2 separate regions of the Oryctolagus cuniculus genome follow, and region 2 is linked to region 1. A link is a contact called in public Hi-C data. All regions are on one chromosome and are shown on one strand. Each heading gives the region's core, a stretch centred on a gene start, on an enhancer-like site or on the middle of the called end of the contact. The rest is flanking DNA. Distances are from core to core; before and after follow the strand shown.

Region 1 (7,278 bases), core at 231-2,730:
AATTCTCGTGTGTTACCAGGTCTCTAGTCTGGGAACACAAACTGTTGCCAGCCATGTTTGAGTTATAGGACTTGTTCAGCCTATTGCTTTCCTGTGATTTTTTTCTGTGGAAATTTAACTGCATACAGATTGGCATTTGCCAGAAATTTGAAGAGATCCCTCCATGGATCTCCAGAGATCTCTTTTTGGGCACATTTCTGAGGACTTCTACCCCATAAATTCTAGCAGCCTTGGCCTCCCGAGCCCACCTCTGTCTTTTCAGTTCAATGAGACTATCGGCTCTGTTTCTATTACTCTTCCGTGTTTGTGCTACAGCTTGGAAACTGGCAGGAGGCAATATAGTGGGGCAGTTATAGGGCTGCTGTATTTGTTTCTCTTTCCTCTGTGCTACCTGTTGTCAGTTGTCTAAAAGCATTGTTTTAAGTGTATCATTTAGTTTTCAAGGGGGAGGCAATTTTTCTCTGGCCCTGTTAGATTTTATTCCCCCCTTTAGTGTTTTGTTTTGTTTTGCTTTGCTTTTTGTTTTATTTTATTTTATTTTATTTATTTATTTATTTTTTTTGACAGGCAGAGTTAGACAGTGAGAGCGAGAGACAGAGAGAAAGGTCTTCCTTCTGTTGGTTCACCCCCCAAATAGTTGCTACAGCCAGCGCGCTGCGCCGATGCAAAGCCAGGAGCCAGGTGCTTCCTCCTGGTCTCACATGTGGGTGCAGGGCCCAAGGATTTGGGCCATCCTCCACTGCCTTTCCGGGCCACAGCAGAGAGCTGGACTGGAAGAGGAGCAACCAGGACAGAATCCGGTGCCCCAACCGGGACTAGAACTCGGGGTGCCAGCTCTGCAGGCAGAAGATTAGCGTAGTGAGCTGCGGCGACGGCCCCCTTTAGTTTTTAGAGATTTTCTCCTTCCAATTTCTCTCCTACCCATCCTGGATTACTTACTCTATTTGGTCTCATTTTAACAGTGTTTATATTGTCTCAGTTCATTTTTTTTATTAAAATGTAATTAACAAACCATAAACTTCAAATAATTTTAAATTGTACAATTCATTGACTTTTAGTGTATTCACAAATTGTGAAACTGTCACCATTATCTAATTCCCAAACATTTTCATCACCCCAGAAGAAACTCCAATTTCCATTAGCAGTCCCTCCTTCCTCATCTCTCCTGCAGCCCTGCCCCAGTTTCCTGGTAGCCATTAGTCTGCTTTCTGTCTTTATCGGTTTGTGTCTTCTAGACAACTTACGGCCTTTTTTGGCTGGCTTCTGTTCACTTAGCATTGCAGCACGTTGGTATGTTAGTTCTTTGCATGGATTAAAGTATCATTCCATTGTATAGATTTGTTGACCACATTCTGTTCATCCAGTTGTACATTGGTGGAATGGCGAGTGTTTCCACTTTGGGCTGTTCAGAAGAATGCTGTTGTGAAACTGTGTACAGGCTTTTGTGTGGACACACGTTGTGTTCATTTCTCTTGGCTGTATGCCTAGGCGTGGGCTTGCTTAGTCATCCAGTAGCTCTGTTTAGCTTCGTGAGGAGCTGCCAGACTGTCTTCCCGAGTGGCGGCGCCTTTTTACATTCCTACCAGCGGTGTAGGAGAGTTCCACTTTCACTGTAACTTCTCTGGCACTTGTCACCTCTCTTGATTTTTATTGCAGAGTGTAAAAGATACAGCACCATGGTTCTTGTTTATATTTCCCTAATGACTGATGGTTTAGCTTAAACCTCTCTTAAGTACTAGGAATGTAACTAACTGCATCTAGCAATCCACAGCACCCCAAAGATCATCTGGAATTTCCATCCTTCCCACTGTCTTTAGATTGTGAATAAGTGGAATACAGCTCTTATTGGCCTGATGACATACTTCCGGGAGGCTGTGGTGAACACCCAAGAACTCCTGGACTTGCTGGTGAAGTGTGAGAATAAGATCCAGACACGAATCAAGATTGGACTCAACTCCAAGATGCCAAGTCGGTTCCCCCCTGTTGTGTTCTATACCCCTAAGGAGTTGGGTGGACTCGGCATGCTCTCAATGGGCCATGTGCTCATCCCCCAGTCGGACCTCAGGTAGGGCTTGCTCGATTCTGTGGCTTAAACCCTGAGGGAATGCAGTGTTTCTTTTGCCTTCTTTACTTTCAGACTTGATTTTTTTTCCTTAATCTTGGTTGTGCCCCAAAACAGGTGGTCTAAGCAGACAGACGTGGGTATCACACACTTCCGTTCTGGAATGAGCCATGAAGAAGACCAGCTGATTCCCAATTTGTACCGTTACATACAGCCCTGGGAGAGCGAGTTCATTGATTCTCAGCGGGTCTGGGCTGAGTACGCGCTCAAGAGACAAGAGGCCATTGCTCAAAACAGGTGAAGATCTAGGAGGCAGAGCAGTCTCAAGACAGGAGATGGGAGTGAGCTTAATGAGTCCTGTGTAGCACCAGGGGACAGAGCATACTTTTATGGAGACAAGAAGGCACATTCTACTCCTGACCCTGACTATCCTTGGCCAGGAAGAAGTGCAGAGCTCTTCCTGTTGACTTAAATTGTTTTTTCTTTTGCAGACGGCTCACTTTAGAAGATCTAGAAGACTCATGGGATCGTGGCATTCCTCGGATCAACACCCTCTTCCAGAAAGACCGGCACACATTGGCCTATGATAAGGGCTGGCGCGTCCGAACTGACTTTAAGCAGTACCAGGTGCGTGAAGAGGGTAGTGGAGAGATTTTTCCTGAATCAGTTAGAATCCCTGGCTATCCTCGGAACCTGGGCAGAAACTTGATGCCTGCCTCGCCATCTAGGTTTTGAAGCAGAACCCTTTCTGGTGGACGCACCAGCGGCATGACGGGAAGCTCTGGAACCTGAACAACTACCGCACAGACATGATCCAGGCCCTGGGTGGTGTGGAAGGCATTCTGGAGCATACACTCTTCAAGGGCACTTACTTCCCGACCTGGGAAGGTCTTTTCTGGTAAGGCTTCTTTCTCTTCTCGCACAGGGACCCACCACCATCCTCTGAGCTCCTCCCTTGTGTGCCTTGTGGTCTGCTGTGGTGTTTCCCAGACAGCCACCCCCAGGAGGCCTGTAGTGCTCTGGGACAGGGCATGACATCACCTCACCTGCTTCTGCCCCACAGGGAGAAGGCCAGCGGCTTTGAGGAATCTATGAAATGGAAGAAGCTCACTAATGCTCAGCGGTCAGGATTGAACCAGATTCCAAACCGCAGATTCACCCTCTGGTGGTCCCCAACCATTAACCGAGCTAACGTGAGTAGGACTGGTAGACAAGGGAAGTTACAAGTGTTTCCACTGCCTTAGTTATGTCCTGCGAGCCAAAGGCTCGAGCTCTAGTGTCACGTTCGTTTTCCTGGCAGGTGTACGTAGGCTTTCAGGTGCAGCTGGACCTGACAGGTATCTTCATGCATGGCAAGATCCCCACCCTGAAGATCTCCCTCATCCAGATATTCCGAGCTCACCTGTGGCAGAAGATCCATGAAAGCATTGTCATGGACTTGTGTCAGGTGGGTCGGCTTGCTCTCTTGTATATGGGAAATCTGCTGAGGATGCTCTGGGATGAGAGTCCCGTTACTTGGTTGTCTTAGATTCTACAGAGCTTCATTCTGAGTGGCTTCCAAAATGCATCACAGCCTTTCTGCTTTTGCCTTCAGGTGTTTGACCAAGAACTGGATGCGCTGGAAATTGAGACAGTACAGAAGGAGACGATTCATCCTCGAAAGTCCTATAAGATGAACTCTTCCTGTGCAGATATACTGCTCTTTGCCTCGTATAAGTGGAATGTCTCCCGGCCTTCGTTGCTGGCAGACTCCAAGTGCGTGCCTCATGGCCCAAACCTAGGCATTCAGGAACCTTCATTTCACTGTCCCTTTAGTAATACTGGTCTAGAAACTATCCCTTGGCTGTCCTTCTTCCAAACTTGGAGTCAGTGATGGTCTTGGCCCCTGTCAACACCTTCCATCAGATCTGCCCATTCTCTGGGAAGCTTGCTGATCTGGAATAGAGCAAGGATGGTTTTAGGATATAGGGGTAGTGGTTGGGAGTTCTAGTGGTTCTGGGAACATGGGTTACACCCATGGCTTCCTGAGAACCTGACGCCTCTCTACCCTCAGGGATGTGATGGACAGCACCACCACTCAGAAGTATTGGATTGACATCCAGTTGCGCTGGGGGGACTACGATTCCCATGACATTGAGCGCTATGCACGGGCCAAGTTTCTGGACTACACCACAGACAACATGAGTATTTACCCTTCACCCACAGGTGTGCTCATTGCCATTGACCTGGCCTATAACCTGCACAGGTGAGTTGGGGCTCAGACACATCTGTTTTCCATCAGCCCCATACTTTAATGTAGATGTGCTTTTTCAGTTTGCTTCAAGAAGATGAGGTTGGCCATTTCCTCTGGGTCACTGACTCTTCTTTTGGGATACATTTACATGAGCAGAGTTTTTTGTGTGTTTATTTGTTTGAAAGATTTTTTTTTTTTTTTTTTTTTTTTTTTTTTTTTTTTTTTTTTTTGGACAGGAAGCGTGGACAGTGAGAGAGAGAGAGAGACAGAGAGAAAGGTCTTCCTTTTGCTGTTGGTTCACCCTCCAATGGCTGCCACGGCCGGCATGCTGTGGCCGGCACACTGTGCTGATCCAAAGGCAGGAGCCAGATGCTTCTCCTGGTCTCCCATGGGGTGCAGGGCCCAAGCACTTGGGCCATCCTCCACTGCCTTCCCGGGCCACAGCAGAGAGCTGGCCTGGAAGAGGGGCAACTGGGACAGAATCCGGCACCCTGACCGGGACTAGAACCCGGTGTGCTGGCGCCACAGGCGGAGGATTATCCTATTGAGCCACAGCACCGGCGAAAGATTTATTTATTTGAAAGGCACCATTACAGAGAGAGGGAGATATAGAGATATCTGCTATATACTGATTTACTCCCCAGATGGCCTCAACAGCCAGACAGAAGCTGGGCCAGACAGAAGCCAGGATCTCCCAGACAGGGGCCCAGCTACTTGAGCCATCTTCCACTGCTGTCCCAGGTGCATTGGCACGGAGGTGGATCAGAAGTGGAACATCTGGAATTTGAACTGGTGCCCACATAGGATGTTGGCACCCAGTGGGCGGCAGCTTAACCTGCTGCATCACAGCACCGGCCCCCACATGAGATTACTGGCAGCCCAACTAGCAGTCTTCCTCCTTCTATAAAGTTGCATTTGCCTTGTCTTGGGGCTTTCAGCCTGAGCTTAACTTTTCTTGCCCTGTGCACCCTCACAGTGCCTATGGAAACTGGTTCCCAGGCAGCAAGCCCCTCATACAGCAGGCCATGGCCAAGATCATGAAGGCCAACCCAGCCTTGTATGTGTTACGTGAACGAATCCGCAAGGGATTGCAGCTCTATTCATCTGAGCCCACTGAGCCTTATCTGTCCTCTCAGAATTATGGTGAGCTCTTCTCCAACCAGATTATCTGGTTTGTGGATGACACTAATGTCTACAGAGTGACAATCCACAAGGTGAGTGTCAGGTGCACTAAAGGGTGTGGGGCTTTGCTTCTGCCCTTGGGAGGGTAACCGAGTAAGTGGGATGAAGGCAAGCAGATGACCATACTAACCAATGTATTCTTTCTTTAGACATTTGAGGGGAACTTGACAACCAAACCCATCAATGGGGCCATCTTCATCTTCAACCCACGTACAGGGCAGCTATTCCTCAAGATAATCCACACATCCGTGTGGGCGGGACAGAAACGTCTGGGGCAGGTGAGCAGGTTAAAGGATGGAGAGACTGTAGAACATGGCTGCCTCTTATTCTAGGTGGGGGACGGGAGAGTTGTATACTGCTTTTCTCTATTGAAAGACGGAGAACATGTTATTTATTCATTCATTTATTTGAAAGAATTGCAAAGAGAGAACAAGCTCCCATCTGCTGGTTCACTCCCCAAGTGGCTGCAATGGCCAGGGCTGGGCCAGGCTGAACCAGGAGCCAGGAACTCCATCTGGGCCTCCCACATAGGTGGCAGAGTCCCAAGCACTTGGGCCATGATATGCTGCCTTTTCATGCACATTAGCAGGGAACTGGATTAGAAGTGGAGCAGCCAAGACTGGAGAACCGGCAGCTATATAATCTATCTTGAACATTGCTACCAAAAATTATCTTTCTAAAGATAATTAAAGCATCATTTTCACTTCTTCACTGCCCTAAAGTCTGGCACATCCTCCTTCTTGCTGAATTAACTCTTCTTTGGCTTCCTAGATGTTTGCTGTCTGACTGGGCTGCACCTGTCCAGCCGTAGTTTCTCTTCCTTTATATTTCCAGCCTGTTTCCGCCTGTAGTTCCAGGATACTAATATCCAGAACCTGATGTTCATCTGACTTTGTGGCTTTACTCACAGTTTCCTCACTTTGTAGAATGGACTTCCTCTGTATATCAGTATTTTTGTCTTTTTTTTTTTTTCCCAAAGATTTATTTTATTTGAAAGTCAGAGTTACAGAGAGAGAAGGGAAGAGAGAAAGAGATCTTTATCTGTTGGTTCTCTTATATGACCACAACAGCCAGGGCCTGGGCCAGGCAGAAGCCAAAAGCTACATCCAGGTCTCCCACGTGGGTGCAGGGGCCCAAAGATGCTGCCATCTTCCCCGCGGTTTCCAAAACTCATTAGCAGGAAGCTGGATTGGAAATGGAGCAGCTGGGACTTGAACCATGCCCATATGGGAAGCTGGCATTGTAGGCAATGGCTTATGCTGTTAGGCCAGAACACTAGCCCTGTTTGTCATTCTTACGCATTAAGACTCATTTCTTTGTACAGCTTTTTATGACTCTAGTAGCCTTAACTTCTTTCATTCCTGAACTGTGTCATATTGCTTAGCATGATCATATACTGGTTTTGAGTAGTATCTTGTATAGCTTGAAAACCCCCTTTGGACAAGGCCTTTTGACAGTTTATCTTCTAAGAGCTTAGCATTCAACATTAACGTCCAGACATACTTGATTTCAAGAGTAGGGCTTTCTGTTCTAGTTGATCGGGAGGCTGCAGACTCAATTTCCACTGCCTTTCTCTTGGTTTTCAGTTGGCTAAGTGGAAGACTGCTGAGGAAGTGGCTGCCCTGATCCGATCTCTGCCTGTGGAGGAGCAGCCCAAGCAGATCATTGTCACCAGGAAAGGCATGCTGGACCCGTTGGAGGTAAAAGGGTGGACAGGGTAGACAAAGGCAGGCCTGAGGCTGAAGATCGTTTCTGATCTTGTCTTGATCTGGTCGTAGGTGCACTTGCTGGACTTCCCCAA
Region 2 (7,328 bases), core at 3,810-6,309, 51 kb before region 1:
GCTGCTACAGACGGCTTTCCTCGGGCACAACTTGCAGCAAGGGTCCCCTGCAGATTCTTCCCAGGCTCTGTAAGGAGGCCTGCCCGGACGGGCTCCCTCCCTGGGGCCTCTCTTCCCTCTCCCACCACGTCTTCGGTGGAATGACAGCCTCAGAACCTCACACACGGGGCTGGCATTATGGCACAAAGGGTCACACTGCCACCTGAGACACCAGCATTCCACATGGGTGCTGCTTCAAGTCCCAGCTGCTTCACTCCTGATCCAGCTCCCTGCTAAGGCACCTGGGAGGCAGCAAAAGATGGCTCAACTGCCCTGGCCCATGCCCTCCATGTGAGAGACCTGGATGGGGTTCCAGGCTCCTGGCTTCAGCCTGGCCCAGCCTGGCCATTGCAGTTATTTGGGGAGTGAACCAGTAGACAGACAATCTCTGTCTCTTCCTGTCTTTCTGTAACTCTGCCTTGAACATAAATAAATCTTTAAAACAAAGAACCTCACACATACTGTTCCCGGGCATGAAATACTCTTCCCACTTCCATTTCTGCCTGCCTATGTCCTAGTCCTACTTGAATCTCAACTGTCGCTACTTTCAAAGACGTTCTCAGGGCCAGGATTGTGCTGCAGCAGGCTAAGCCTGTGCCTGCAATGCCGGCATCCCATATGCGTGCTGGTTTGAGGCCAGCTGCTACCGCTTCCAATCCAGCTTCCTGCTAGTATATACGCTGGGAAAGCAGCGAAGATGACCCAAATACTTGGGCCTCTCACCCATGTGGGAAACCCAGAAGAAGCTCCTGGCTGCCTTTGGCTTGGTCCAGCCCTGGCCATTACGGCCATTTGGGGAATGAATCAGCAAATGGAAGACTTCCCTCTCTCTCTCTCTAACTCTGCCTTTCAAATAACTATAAACCTTCTCTGATTCTGAAAACTAGCTCCCAGACCCATTCCCATTCCCTCACAGCAACTCACCCTGCTCTTTACAGCACTAATGTGAGACTTATCACACCACAGGGGATCCCCGAGAAGGCAGGCCTACATCTGCACCCCAGGTGGCCCTAGCTCAATTTGCGGCCTGGCGCACAGTAGGTATCCACCAGCAAGAGCACTTGGCCACCACCTCCCGGACCTGGGGACTTACCAAGGAGGATCCTGTGTTCTTTGCCTTCCGACTGCCCGGTCAGGGGCTCCTCCTCTTCCTCTCCATCTCCCTGGCCATCACCAGCCACAACAGTCTCCATGGACAGCACCGTGTCAGACAGAGTGAGCTCAGATGCCCCCGTGACCTCATCTTGTTCCGCCCCCTCCTCCTCCTCCAACACCACACAGCCTTCTTCTTCCTCCTCTTCATCCTCTGAGCCCTCGCTTTGCTTCAGGTCCTGGCTGCTGTCACCTGACCTGAGGCTGCTCTTGTCCACAGGGGCGCAGCCCTCGTCACCGGCCCGCTCCTCCCCCAGGGAGGTGTCACTGGTGCTGCTCTTGTCACTCAGCCGGCCCAGGCTCAGGGCCTCAGCCTCCTGTGGAGACCCAGCCACATAGAGGCCGCCTTGGAAGTCCTCTGTCTCGGGGAGATCGGCTTGGTCGTGGAAGCTGACGCCGGACGTGTAGTCGGGGAGCCCCAGGCCGGCAGAGGCTGCAGGCTCCTCGTCCATCTGGATCTCCTCCCCAAAGGCACAGGAGCCAGGCCCGGGCCCTGGCAGCGCCACTTCCTCATCCTCAGCCGCCCCCGCCAGGCCCTTGCTCTCCTCCTGGGAGGCCTCCACCCCAGCCAGCACCTGCAGGACGTGGGGCAGCAGGTGCACGAGAAAGGCCTGGAGGCCCAGCCGCACCATCAGCTGGGCCACAAAGCAGTCGGTGTACAGGTAGAAGCGGCCGTGCAGCTGGCAGGGGCTCTCGTAGGCACCAATGAGAGGCTTCAGGAGGTACTTATTGGCATTTCTGGGGCCCAGGGCCTTGGCAACGGGCTCAAATAGGTACCAGGCCGCGTACACGGCCGTGTGCTCCTCGGACATGAGTGACAGCACGAAGGGCAGCAGGATCTCCAGGCCCTCGGGGGTGATGTCGCTCAGCACTGCACCCAGTTGCTGCCACAGAGCAAACACCAGCTCCCGGCCCTGGGCCTCGTCCTCCACACGCCTCGCCTGGTACAGGAGGATGAACTTGTGCAGCGCCGGGAAGTAGAGGGGGAAGGGCACCACCGAGCTGAAGGGGCTGAGGAGCTGGGCTGGGCACGGTGGGGGCAATCCCTGGGAGACAGGCCTGTACTCAAACAGGGGGGCCAGCCCACCCCTCTGTGCTACTGTGGGGCCTTCAGGCCCACTCAGCTGCAGGAGCGTGTCCAGCACGGGCTGCAGGGACACAGGGACCTCCTTGGGGTGACGTAAGCATAGCCCCCGGATAGCCTCAAAGCGCACCCACAGAGGCGCGTGTGGCGGCAGCGTCCGGACCCTGGTGGCGAACACCATCTCAGCCAGCAGGACACCCAGGGCCTGCATGTCCCGGTGGAAGAGGTCCCGCAGCTGCACAGGTGGCTGGCCCCGGGGCCGCTCCGGCACCTGCAGCTGGCCCCCCAGGCCTTTGGCCAGGAAGTTGCCCATCTTCTCCAGCTCCTCCAGAGCCTGCACGGGATTGAAGCCCTCGGGAAGAAGGATCTTCCCCTCCTCACCCTCCCCAGGGTCTGCCCCAGCAGCTCTGTGCCTGCGGCTTGGTCGAGAGGTTGAGGCCACAGAGAAAGACAGGAGGCCAGCAGGGGCTGGACTGGAGGAGGCACCCAGCTGGTCCCCTGCTTTCCCGGCGAGGGAGATGGAATCCAGAGCTTCCGTGGCCTGCTCCAAGTCGTCCTCCCCTGCCACGGGCCTGTCTCTGGTCCAGCCAGCCTCACACGGAGCGGCCTCCAAAACCACCCTACCCACCCCGTTCGCTAGCTGTCCTTGGAAGTCCTCCTGGCCTGTGGTCTCTTGGATGGTCTGCACCAACAGCCGGGGGATGGGAGGGGGCTCGGGGGCAAGGGCAGGGGTCCCGGCCAGGCGCTGGGGATGCGGCTGGTCGAAGAGCTGGACCACGCCGTAGCTGGTGAGGTGGGTGTGAGCGTCCACCAGGTGCAGACACACATTCTTCTCCTTCACGGCCTCCTTGCCCTGGAGTTTGTAGCCGAAGGTGAGGTCAATCCAGTGGTGCAGGTCCCGCGACACCTCCTGGCTCTCCAGCAGCGCCCGGTGGGCAGCCACAAACTCCTCACTGGAGCTGCACCAGGCCGGCACATCCAGGTCAGGCATGTCGGGGTGGATGGAGCAGAAGATAGAGGGGTCGGTGTAAAACTCCGGGATGCACTCGTCAGGTGTCCAGCTCTGCATCCTCTCCATGCTGGCAGGATACTCATGGGGCTCCCACTGGGCTCGGACATGGCCACAGAGCACGGAGCGCGGCGTGCGCCGAGCCTTGTACACGTAGTACGTGATGTCCGAGAGTACGTCTGAGATGTGGTGAGGAACGTGAGGCGGCTCCCCGCCGCCGGCGCCGCCGGCCACAAACGCCTGCCGCGTCATCTCATACGTGAAGTCCAGCTGCTTGTCCCCCTTGTTGAGGCGGAACTTGGACTTGCGCAGGTCCCGGAAGCGCCCGTGGGGCGTGCTGAAGTCCACCACCCAGGGCAGCACCGGGTGGTAGTTGGGATCCCCCTGCCGCCGGCCTGCCAGGCGGTTCAGCTGCATGAGGTAGTGGAAGTTGCTGAGGCCGCCGTGCACCCAGTCCAGCACGAAGCCCCTCAGCTCCTCCTGGCGGGTGGGACACGCGGCGCCCCTCGGCCCCTCTTCTCCAGACTCCCCGCCCGCCCCATCCCTCACCCCAGGGGACCCCTGGTGCTCATCGTCCTCCGGCCTCTCGTAGGCACTCAGGTCCAGCCGGAGCTCACTGCAAAGCTTCTCATCCACAGCGATGTGGTGCAAAGACAGGGCCCCACAAGCCAGCCCCTGGCGGTGGCAGGCCTCCATGGCCCTCAGCACACGGAAGAGAAGGAAGAGCACTTTGGCTTGGCTGTTGGTCAGCTTGGCAGGGCTGAAGGTGACCACGTCGTGCAGCGAGAACTGCACGTAAGGGTGTATGACGTACAGCATCTCCGGCGACTCCAGCAGAGCCTCGGCCCGCAGCAGACTGGGGCAGGTGGGGCTGCCCCGCGGGAGACAGGGGCCATCTCTGGCACACGATGGGCCCTGGGTGGCTTCACCCACCGGCAGGAAGGGGCAACCGTACACCCTCTGCAGAGCCTGCCGAACCGACTCTAGGGCAGGGACGGCTGAGGGGGCAGGGCTACGACTATAGGGCTGCGCGTAAGTGTGGTACGCGCGGCGCCACAGGTTGCGATAATTCTGGGCAGCCACGTCCTGCATGAAGCGAGTGAGGGTCTCGGGGCCGCAGGACCCCTCCTCCAAGGGCAGGCCCCCGCCCAGCGGGTAGGACAGTCTCCGTTTCCGCAGCCCGTGCACCTCCACTCGCGTCCAGCCGGGGGGCAGCCTCTGCACCGAGCGTTGCAGCAGAGTCTTGACTTCCGCCTCGCTCAGGCCCTCCGCCCGCGGGCAGGGTCCCAGCCGGCGCTCGCGGAGGCTGGCCAGCCAGCGCGCGGGCACCAGGGCCACCACGTGGGCGCCCCCCGGAGCCGGAGCCAGCTGCCGGGCATCTATGTTCAGGTCCCTCTCCACGCTCCGGAGCAGCTCCTCCATATCCGGGCTCGGCGGCGGGGACCAGCCCTCCGCCCCGGCGGTAAGAGCGACGTCCCGCCCCCCGCGCCCCTGGGCCATCTCTTCCCGGCCGCCTGGGGGCAGCGCGGGGCTGAGCCCGGCCACAGCCCTCCTCGCGATGGCTTCCGGGCTGCCAGGCCGGGCGGGTCGTGCTGGGCCGGGGACTGGAGTCGGGGTGCAGACGGCTGGGGCGAGCCGGCGGCAGAGGAGGGGAGGGCGGGGAGCGCTCTTACCCCTCCGCAGGGTCCGGCGCTCCGGGCGCGGCGGGGCGGGGGCTGCGGGGCGCCAGCGCCGAGCTCCACCGTGACGGGTCAGCTGACGCGGGTCACGTGACCGCCCCGGCACGGAAACAACCGCACGTGGCTCCAAAGGGCCGTGAGGGGGGGACCTCGCCACCCGCCCGCGCTCTCCCTCCCACTGCTTGGTTCGGGCCTGCTCCCGATTTCGTTTCCGCCTGGTGCAGGACGGAGCTCCCGCCGCTGCGGGAGCCGCGGGACTTCCCAGCCCGGCAGGGCTCTCTTCCGCCCAATGGGACGCCGACCCAATGGGGCACCCTTAGCCCCACAGCCAGCCACAGAGCTGGGACCCGGACATGAAGCCCCCTCGGCGCCTCCACGCTGTCTTCCAAACGAAGGAGCTTTTTCATTTCCAAAGCATTTGGTCAGGAACAGTCCATTTGGCCCTCACGACTCAGTGAGGTAGGGAGGACGGTTTGTATTGCTTGTGTTTTACAGGTGCTACCTGAGAGCAGCAAAGAGGCTTGCGGGAGAGGCAGGAGACTTCAAAGCTGGAGCACCCTCCCCAACCCCCGTCCATGCTGTCTCCAGCACCTTTCTTAAACTCTGGGAGATCGGAGGGAGAGAAGCGGCCCAGGCTTCAAGTTCCCCCAAGACTTCCTGTTGCAGCTTGCTTCTGCGTGGGTGCCACAGAGCCAGCCAGCTGTGGCTGGGAGTAGGGAATGGAAACTCAAGAGTGGACTCCCGCAGGGGCTGTTGGTTCTGACTCACTGCAGGACACATGGTCCTGGTCTGCAGTGAAGCCACTGGCTCCGCCTTTTGGAGTATCACTCCTAGAAGGAGCGTGGGCATCGGGCAGTTTGGGGCAGAGGTGGGGCCCCCTTAAAGGCACCTGAGGAGAATGCAGGCCACATCAAAGAGAAGACAGGAACGGTTCAGCCACGACCCGCTTTCACCTGTCTCCTCTTTCTTGAAGGGCCGTTGGGGCCCCTGATGTGCTTGGCCATGTGACATTGGACTGCCACTTATGATGCATTTACCAGGAGCTAAGCACCATGAATATCGTGTTGTTTAGTCCTCTTGTTTTAAAGGCTGATTTATTTATATGAAAGGCAGAGTGACAGGGGGAGGGCAAGAGGGAGAGATAGAGATCTTCCATCCACTGACTCACTCCCCAAATGGCCACAATGGCCAGGTCTGTGCTAGGCCACAGCCAGGAGCCAGGAGCTTCTTCCAGGTCTCCCACATGGATGCAGGGGCCCAAGCACTTGGACCATCCTCTACTGCTTTCTAAGGTGCATTAGCAGGGAGCTGAGTCGGAAGTGGAGCAACCAGGATTCAAACTGCAGGCATCCCAGGTGGTGGTTTAACCTGCTATACCACAATATCTGCCCCACCCTTTTAAGAAAATATTCTTATACCTATTTTGATGTTACCTTAGCTGACTTGCTCAAGGTCATGTAAAAAAGCTAAGGAACAGAAGAGCCAGAATTCAAATCCAAGTGTGTTCCATTCTAAAACCAGTACTCACTGGCTGCGCACCATTATTTTTTAACCTGGGAAAGGTGATGATCCTTTATTCCCAATTTTGATCTGAGTACCTGATGACAGATGGTGTGTTTGAGAGGCAGACAGTGAGCTCCCACCTGCTGGTTCATTCCCCAGATGCCCTCAATGGCCTGAGGCTGGGCTAGGACCAAAGCCAGGAGCAGGCACTGCGATCCAAGTCATCCACATGTGTGGCAGGGACCCAGCGACTTGAGAACATTGCTTGCTGCCTCCCAGGATCTGCATCAGCAGGCAGCTGGAGTCAGGAGCCTCAGCTTGGAGTCAAACCCAGGTACTGTGATGTGGGAGGATGGCATCTTAACCGCCATGCTAAATGCCAGCCCCATACCTCACCAATGAAGCAGTCCCTTTAGTCCCCGCTCTGGTCTCAGACTGGGAACAGGCACTATTTTTCTGCAAGTCTGCCTGTGCAACACCCTCTAGTGGTGCTTGCACTACATTGCAGCAGTGACCTTGAGTGTACCTACCTTTATCTCTTGTAATTACTTCGCCTTCCCCTCCCCTGAAGGCAGACATCCTGTCCTTGGAATGTGGCGCACTGCTGCCCTGAGACCTCTCGGGCGTCAGTACCTTCCCTGATCTGAGCTCTAGGGTAATTCACACTCAGGGTATGCTTCTGATCCAGCAGTCTGGATACCCACAAATCTGGATTTTTTTGTTTGTTTGTTTATTATTTCTTTGAAAGGCAGAGTTACAGAGGGGCAGAGAGAGAAAGAGGTCTTCCATCCATTGGTTCACTCTCCAAAGGGCCACAGCGGCCAGAGCTGGGCCGATCCAAAGCCAGGAGCTTCTTCCTTGT

Evidence for each region. Hi-C and Micro-C count contacts between places; a contact is called where the count stands out from the background.
Region 2: a contact with region 1 is called in a Hi-C map of an unstated tissue, with 2.3 times the contacts expected there. The contact joins the promoter of WDR81 here to the enhancer-like site in region 1. A contact is called at or near these places in 2 of 6 Hi-C or Micro-C datasets (ear pinna and an unstated tissue).

What each region holds. Positions count from the first base shown.
Region 1 is chr17:47,183,268-47,190,545 of mOryCun1.1, reverse strand. It overlaps PRPF8 (pre-mRNA processing factor 8), which reads left to right. Exons shown (of 43, transcript XM_051824554.2): 25 at 1,818-2,065; 26 at 2,180-2,359; 27 at 2,554-2,689; 28 at 2,791-2,960; 29 at 3,126-3,255; 30 at 3,363-3,509; 31 at 3,657-3,817; 32 at 4,116-4,307; 33 at 5,272-5,509; 34 at 5,627-5,755; 35 at 7,064-7,177; 36 at 7,256-7,278. Among named protein-coding and RNA genes, the nearest start is that of RILP, 12 kb to the right of the region's middle. Within about 2 kb of position 1,480, at least 1 of the 8 cell types and tissues checked has an H3K27ac peak or open chromatin away from gene starts, as enhancers often do.
Region 2 is chr17:47,237,877-47,245,204 of mOryCun1.1, reverse strand. It overlaps WDR81 (WD repeat domain 81), which reads right to left and starts at 5,059. Exons shown (of 10, transcript XR_011383624.1): 1 at 1,133-5,059. LOC138846185 (a long non-coding RNA gene) reads right to left here. Exons shown (of 2, transcript XR_011383625.1): 2 at 6,508-7,328.